2 separate regions of the Hordeum vulgare genome follow, and region 1 is linked to region 2. A link is a contact called in public Hi-C data. All regions are on one chromosome and are shown on one strand. Each heading gives the region's core, a stretch centred on a gene start, on an enhancer-like site or on the middle of the called end of the contact. The rest is flanking DNA. Distances are from core to core; before and after follow the strand shown.

What was found. A called contact is a pair of places that touch in the nucleus more often than the background predicts.
Region 1: a Hi-C map of leaf shows a contact between it and region 2, with 2.8 times the contacts expected there. The contact joins the promoter of LOC123427008 here to the promoter of LOC123427006 in region 2. A contact is called at or near these places in 2 of 6 Hi-C or Micro-C datasets (leaf and seedling).

What each region holds. Positions count from the first base shown.
Region 1 is chr2H:527,649,169-527,653,445 of MorexV3_pseudomolecules_assembly, reverse strand. LOC123427008 (pachytene checkpoint protein 2 homolog) reads right to left here and starts at 1,784. Exons shown (of 14, transcript XM_045110937.1): 1 at 1,516-1,784; 2 at 1,333-1,396; 3 at 404-510; 4 at 249-316. The coding sequence starts at 1,702.
Region 2 is chr2H:527,190,736-527,194,636 of MorexV3_pseudomolecules_assembly, reverse strand. It overlaps LOC123427006 (beta-1,4-mannosyl-glycoprotein 4-beta-N-acetylglucosaminyltransferase-like), which reads left to right and starts at 1,515. Exons shown (of 2, transcript XM_045110935.1): 1 at 1,515-2,037; 2 at 3,179-3,901. The coding sequence starts at 1,972. It overlaps LOC123428599, which reads right to left and starts at 485. Exons shown (of 4, transcript XM_045112821.1): 1 at 480-485; 2 at 84-382. The coding sequence starts at 485.

The sequences.
Region 1 (4,277 bases), core at 535-3,034, 460 kb before region 2:
TGTTTCAAGAGAAAACAAGTGTGAAATTTTAAGTGAAAACAACAAAACACCAGCACCTCAGCAGCATTACGAAGATATCTTATGATGTGAAGATGAAACGATTTCAACATGCAACTGATTAAAGAAGAAAGATAGCCGGCAATAGCATGTAAACATACCCAAAGACTTTCTGTGTTTTAAAAGGAACTAGAGGAGATTTAAGCAGCAAAGATTGAAGTGATTTAGGCAGAAAACATTTAAATGCATACCCGGAACACATGAACGTCAGGTTTGACTTGCCAAAACAACAGGATTTTGTGGTTCTCAATCAGCTCATCTACATGAAAAGCAGGCATTCAGGAAGAGGTACATAGATAACTGAGATCAAGAAAGCACACTTTCCAGCCTAAGTGAAACATCGTACCAGTGTCACATATTTGGATCCTTTTAACATGTTCGACAAGAAATGAATTGTCAGGAGGTATCTGGACAGGACCATCAACATAGCTTAAACTTCGAGATTCTAACATCCTGATAAGAAAATAACTTGTAAATGTTGATGAGCAATAACAAACATTAATGTCCTGCACAAGAAGATATCTGCGCAAATTCAATATGTATGCTGTGAGCTTAAACCCAGAAGCTGTCTACAAGAAACTATGTCAATTCCATGGCCTCAGATCTGATTACCACTTTAATATGAAAGAAGCGTGATAAGATTTCTGGCATTGCTTTGGTGAGTTATCCAGCCTATCAATAAGCAATGATGAACAGTTGAACGTGATATTTTTTTTAAATGATTGGCTTATAGCTGTTTCCGGTAATCTTTTCTGAACAGAACACTACAGATGATACGATTTTTTAACTTCATTTACTGCTTTCTCCATCCTTTGTATACAAGCAAATGATGGACGCAGTAAGTTTTGAAATGATCAGCTTATATCCATGTTGCACGGCAGAAATCCCCACCTAGTTGCTAATCTGTTATAACACTAGCTGATGTTTTTCTCTAAAATGCTAATCACCCTGCAATGCCTAATTACTTATTACAAACAATTTAGCACTCCTAACTTTACTAGTTGCCACGTCGATCTCGAATATGCTGCATCATGAGCGACTAGTGAACAAAAATGCCTGTTAATTCCTATTAAAACATACCCAGCAAACTCCACTGCTAAATCACAGGAAGATTGTTGACCAAGTTCCCTAGAACCATGGCACATTTCCATTTTTCCGGTGCCAAACTATATCTGACCCAACCCGCATTTAGCAGCTCGTGCATCCACGTGTCATCAAGCATCCAAATAACAGTAAAATAAGCCCGAAACAAAGTTCAATCCGAACAGCACCTACCTCTCCACCGCTGCTCGGACGTCCTCGGCGCGAGCCGTACTCGAGGCGTGCAGCAGCACCTCAACTGCAAGCACAAAAGGAAAAAATCAACCCCGGCGAAACCAAATCGGGCATTCGCAGAGCACGGTTTAGTCATGCGGCGCTAGGAAGAGGCCGGAAACGCGTGCGCGTCGCGGCGCCTACCTGACACGAGGACCTTGTCGTCTGGCGGGGTGGGCGCAGCTACGGCCTCCGCCGTCGGCTGCGACGAGGACGGGGCCGCGGGAGGGGTGGCGGCGGCTGCAGGCTCCAGGGGTGGGCTGGAGGGGAAGGCGGGCAGGGCGGGATGAGAAGGGTGGGGGTCGAAGGAGATCTCCATGGGGGCGCTCATGGTGGCCAGGCTCCGCGAGGCAGCGGAATGGAAAAGGTCCTAGGGTTTTGGGTTTGGAGAGGGGAGGGGAGGCGGAGCCGTGGAGGAATGGGGGATTTGGGGGAAGGAGGAGGGAGGATTTGGGTTTCCCGCGCTTGAGGTACTTTAGGGTCAGGAGATGGGCTCTCTCTGTAAGCTCTAGGTGGGCCTAGAGACCTGGATGGGCTCAATAGGAAACCCATTTTCGACCCAGCGTGCGTCTGTGATCTTTGCTACTTAACGCTCTCTGCGGTAAATATAGCTAAACCCCTATTCGGCGCCCGCTGCAATATATATATATATATATATATATATATATATATATATATATATATATATATATATATATGTGTGTGTGTGTGTGTGTGTGTAACTTTATTCATACTCATAGCAATTACAAGTACACTGATTTGGACCTAAGATCCAAAATGATAAACTAACTCATATGACTTTGAATTACAATGAAATCTCTTAAAAACACCTTCTTCGCGGTGTCAATCTCTGCTCGAAGAAATACTCCAAAGACTTCAATAAAAAGGTTGTAATTGGACTGGAGCAACGATGTCGTCACTCTTTCACCCGCACGAACATTACGAATAATGGTTTTTGAAAGCATCTTGAGTGGCCCGTCCAAAAAGATAGGAAGCCTTGATCGATGAACGTATTTGGGTCGAAGATGATCCCTCAGAAATGCATGTCATCAAATCATTATATCTTCATCATGCTACCGATGAAAGATTTCACCTTCATAAAGAATCAAACAAACAAAAATGCTTAACACAACAATATAAACTCATCAGATCCGAATAATCGGATCTGCGAGGACAAAAAACTCTCTAATTTCATGACACCACCAAAAAAAGGAGACAAAATTTATTCTCATAAAACTATGATGATTATCAGACATTGACAAAGAACATAAAGGTCTTGAAGATGCAAGGTCCCCTTATCTCTCAACGCCATGATTTCTCAAATGGAAGCAGCGACAGTGGCACGAGAAACCCTCACGCCTGCTCGATGAGACACTTATAGCGCTATTTGCAATTGGCGCAATAGAGTTAATGGGTCGGCCCACATAATGTTGTCGTTTTCTGTTTATGAACGATTCTTTACACCAACCGTTCTTTGGAAACTTCAAGACGGTTGTGTGAAGCTTTTAAATGCTTTCGGCCGGTTTTATCTAGTTTGGTTTATGAACAGTTTTTATTGGGTTTTTTTTCTTTTATTTTTCTAAATGCGCAAACTCTATTCAAAACATGTGAACTTTTTAAAATTTCATGAATTTCGAATTCACAAGTTTTTATTTCAGAAATAGCAAAGTTCTTTTTAAATTTGTGATTTTTTTAAATTCATGAACTTTTTTCCAATTTGTGACTTTGTTCGAAATCGTGATTTTTTTTAAAAATGATGAACTTTCTGCAAACCCCGTGATTATTTTTCCAAATTCGTGAACTTTTTAAAAAAATCGACGACTTCTTATTCATTAACTTTTTTTAACTCGTGCACTCTTTCAAATTTATGAACTTTTTCTAAATTTATGATATTTTTTCAAAAGTCAACTATTGACAAGTCAATGAGCGAATCAGGTTGGGACGATGCACTCGCGAGCGACCGCCACGTTGACATGCAGATGAGTTATCCCATGACCGTCGTGTGTGCAAGCACGTGTTAGCTCTGCAACACCCGGAACGCTAAGGATGGGGAGAGCTCGCCCTATCGTGAGCTCGGACCATTTCAACAATGCATGGAGCATAAATTCTGTATTTAGTTTAGTTAGATCGGACACTTTTTATTTGAATAAAGATGGTTTGCCCCAAGTCATGGGCTCGTTAATATAACATTTGTTCAATTTTGTTTAGTTTGAATAATTTCCCGAACTCGGCTATCTCGCAAGTCGATCTAATGATCCTCTAGATCGAACCGGGGGGACTGCCACATCTTCATTTATTTTTTGTCGTTGACCGGCCAAATGGTTTTCTTCCTTAGTTGGTTGCCAAGTTTTACCTCTTATGAGTTTTTTTAGTTTTGTCTTGGTCAAGCTCGGTCTCCATACTCCAAGTTTCGTTAATACAGCATTACTTCACATGTATTGCTAACGGGGGTGCTTTTTTGTTGCAGTCGAGGTTCACCTGATCAGTTGTTGAGGTGTTAAGTCCAAAGGCTTGCCGGCACAATACATGACTCAAACAGAAAAGTTGAGGCAAAATGGAAGCATGAAAATTAATTTTAAGACCAAAACAATTTGCTACAAAAAGGACTTGGCATTTACCTCAAGCAGTGTTTTCACATAAGCTGTTTTGGAGCTCATGACACTTCTAACCTCAATACAGAAGGTAGGACTTATTTTTTGATCGAGGTTGAGAAAGGGGCATTGCAGCCGTGAATCTTCAAACGACAAAGTATCACGGATAAGAATATTTTGATCCTCGGGCGTGCCTTCTAGTCTGTCCTCGGTCTCAAGGGCTATTAGTTCCGCATTTAAGTTATAACAGTAAGCCAATTTTCAAGTTCAAGATATTGATCCCTAGCTTTCTAACATGTCCTTAATCTGAGGGGC
Region 2 (3,901 bases), core at 266-2,765:
GGCGAGAAACGGGGCACCCAAATGCCAAATAGACCAAACAAAGACATGCCAGTATTTTCTTGCAGTCCAAGATTATTTTTTACCGTAACCGTTTGGCATGGGCGCTGTCCGTCCAGCTGTGGACGTCCCTCGTCAAGTCCGGCGCTTTTCGTCCGGCTCGAGAGCGAAGCAACCGTCGCCGGAAGCGTGGACGGCCGGCCGGCCGGCGGGATCGGCCCGTTTCTTCTTGGGCGGGCGTGGCTTCCGCACGAGAGGAGCATCTTTCTCGTAGCCGGCCGCGAGAGACCTTTGAAAACTGAAAACAAAATATGCTGCTGTCGAGCAAGGCAGGGGCACGCCGTTCGAGCACACAGCGGCCACTTCTCGCTTTGCCACTCAATATCTGTTGCCTCTTTTTTCATTTTCGTGTATCTCCCCTTCGTTTATCATCACTAGTAGAAGATAATCCATGCGTACTGTGCGTGGGAGACTTTTCAAACCTGCATGTACGGGGAAAACAACAGTTGAGCATCCAACAAAAAGATCGAGGTGCACTGTGCGCGCCGTCCAAATCAGCACCGGGTCAGCAGTAAACGAGCGTGCGGCTACGCGTAACCATCCTCCGGATGATGCCATGCCATGCTTGTTGTCTCAACGTAATAACTGATGGGGAAATACACGGCTTCCCGGGAATCCCGTCCAAGAATCGCCTGGATCGCATGCCACACGTCACGTCCGCAGGGAAGAGAGAGAGAAGATGCCCTGCCCTGCCCTGCCCTGCACGGTCGCACTTGCGTCTCGGGAACACGATGCGGTGCGTGCATGCGAGCCGTGCGTCCGATGAATTGTCCGTCCCGGTTCGGGTCGGTGGGCGCGGACGCACGCCAGGAAGATGGATGACCTGCACTTTAATCTGTTTGTTTGTGCATCATAAAGTTCTTTCTGAAGCCGGTAGCAGCAAACCAAAACAGAAACATGGCCGGATGCCTCCCGGTGATCCCTGGTTCTACGTTATCCTTCCTTGGTGAGGGAACTACGATGAGCTGGATGGATGCCAATCATATCCGGATCCTTTTTAGCAACCACGTCGTCCACGCATAAAAAGAAAATGGCTTTCCCCCACCAAGAAAGCCGGCCGGCTTTATGAACTAGCCTTCGTAGCAGTAGTACAACAAACTGCTTGACCGGAAGCAAAACAAGGAACGGGAACCGCGAATACATCCATACGCGCCAGACGCCACGCGTTTAGACATTATTATCACGGTAGATAGATTTCGTGAATCTGTGGTTGGATTTGGATGGTTACAGAATTTTTTTTGGTATTTTCAGTAAGCCTTGTGTTAAGAAACAATAAATATATTTCAAGAAAAGAAATCCTTGGCAAAACTAATATACCACTAGTAGTATAGTAGTGATAGTCTCCTTTTTGTGAGGTATGGAGAAACAGTGATGCTTGGAAGCATATTCGTTGGATGCCCATCCCATCCCATCCCAAGTCTCAAGAGGAAGAGGAAGAGGAACATTGTGCGTGGCGCACGAGGCCTGCTGCCGGCTGCGCGGACAAAATCGCCACCCAAACGGCTATAATTAGGAGGCTCGGCACCCCCCAGACTCCTCCACCCCCCACCACCACGTTTAACTTCACTCCGTCGCGCACCGCGAGTAAATTATCCCCAACACCAGCACACCACGGCCCGACCGAGACCCCCGTAACGGGAAGGGACCCCGAGGCCCAGAGCCACGCACCACCCAACCACCGGGGCGGAGCCGGAGCCGGAGCCACCCCCGCGCGCAGCGGCGCCACCTCCCCGCCGGCGATCGCCCGGGAGATTCCGGCCGCCGAAGCGCGCGCGCCGCGCCTCTCTCCGTCGGCTCGCGCGCCATTGGAGGAGGCCCCGCCCCCGCCCCGCGCGCGGCCGCCTTGGAGGGGAATTGCTTCTTACCCCCCGCCCCCTCGCCTGCTCTGGCGGCGGGCTCCTCCTCGCCGCCGAGATGCCCGAGGCCAGCCGCTACACCCACAAGAAGGACGACGGCATCTGCAGCAGCGTCTGCGGCGAGGTAAGCCATTCCCCCTCCCCTCCCCTCCCCTGCCCAGATCTGCCATGTTCGCCGCCGGGGGTTGATTCCCTGGCCCCAGAGATGCGTGCTTCCCTTATCGGGATGCCTGGAGCATTAGGTCCGCGCAGCATGCTCGCCGTCTCGCGCCTCGATTCGGTCCTCGTGCCGTCGTCGATGCGTGCTGCTGCTGCTGCTGCTATATTTGTTTTTTTTCCAAGCTCCGGTTTTCTGCTGGGATGATGCCGGTCGGAATTTGGTTGGGATTGGGAGGAACAGAGGAGGGAGGCCGTGTGCTCTTCCATGCTTTTGCTTCGGATGATGGGGGGATATTGTTACTTTGTTAGGTGGAGCTACGGAGTTCCGATTCTTCACGCCTTTTCGGAGGTAGAATCTGTCGACGTGTCGGAACTGCGTGTTTTTGGGCTGCGTGGTTTTTGGAGTAGTGATATTTCTCGCGATGAGCACGGGGCTTCTCTGCTTCTTGCTTCGTTCGCGAGCACATGTGCTGTGAAACCTTCGTTGCTCTGCAAAATTGCAGGTTTGCGGTGGACCGTTGGACCCCTGTTTGGTTAGGAAAAGGGGCAGCTTTTGGTTAGTTACCAGTACCGGTATGTCTGTGGCTAGCGTTCTTGCTGACAAAGCTGGCTTCGTACGATTATGGCTTGCACATTTTGATTTCCCAGCGCTCTAGGTTCAGCTGTTGCTGTCTTGCATAATCCTGCCAACCTCGCCCTTCATTATTTGTGACTGAATGTTGTCATTATCCTCTTGGATTTGTGCTTGTAGCTCTGGCACCAGTTCTTCATCGGTTCGTTACTAGTACAGCAGTAGTTTACTAGTTTTACCTTTTCATGCAACCTTTTATGGTGTAGCATAACTTGTTGTGAAAAGAGAATGTTCGGCAATTGCTTTGGGATGTTATATCCTTTTGGCAAGCAGGCTTCGGTTATTGCCGTGTAGGCATGTGTTTGTTCCTGCTTTAGGGATAGATGGACTTTACAGAGTATACATGTATGTGGCTGAATTTTTAAATAGTTGCCTGGAGCAGTTGGTGTATTTCCTTCATGATGAATTTACTTGTGTCTATTCTTTGCTTTCTTGCCTTCTTATCTAACTTATGAATTCATTCATTCACTTGCAGCCCACCTCAAAGGCAGTTATGGCCATGTCAAGGCTCAAGTGTGCGCTTCGGGGGTTTGATATCAGGGCACTTCTGGCTCTCTTCATTGGTGTGCCGCTGGTAATGTTAATAATATATAAGCATGGCCAGAAGGTCACATACTTCCTCCGGCCAATCTGGGAATCTCCGCCCGAGCCCTTCAAGATAATCCCTCACTACTACAATGAGAATGTCACCATGGAGAACCTCTGCAAGTTACATGGGTGGAAAGTCAGGGAGACCCCACGCCGTGTTTTCGATGCTGTGCTCTTCAGTAATGAGCTTGATATCCTTGAACTTCGTTGGAATGAACTCAGCCCCTATGTGTCAGAGTTCGTCCTGCTTGAGTCCAACTCAACTTTCACTGGCGTGATAAAGCCACTCTTCTTCAAGGAAAACCGCCATCGATTTAGATTTGCTGAATCGCGGCTGACCTATGGCACATATGGGGGAAGATTCATGAAGGGCGAAAATCCATTTGTTGAGGAGTCGTATCAGAGGGTTGCCCTGGACCAGCTTCTTAGGATTGCAAGAATTGAAGATGACGACATATTGATCATGTCAGATGTTGATGAAATCCCAAGTGGCCACACCATCAATCTCTTGAGATGGTGCGACGACACGCCTAAGATAGTCCATCTTCAGCTCAGGAATTATCTGTACTCATTTGAGTTTTTTCTGGATGACAAGAGTTGGAGGGCGTCA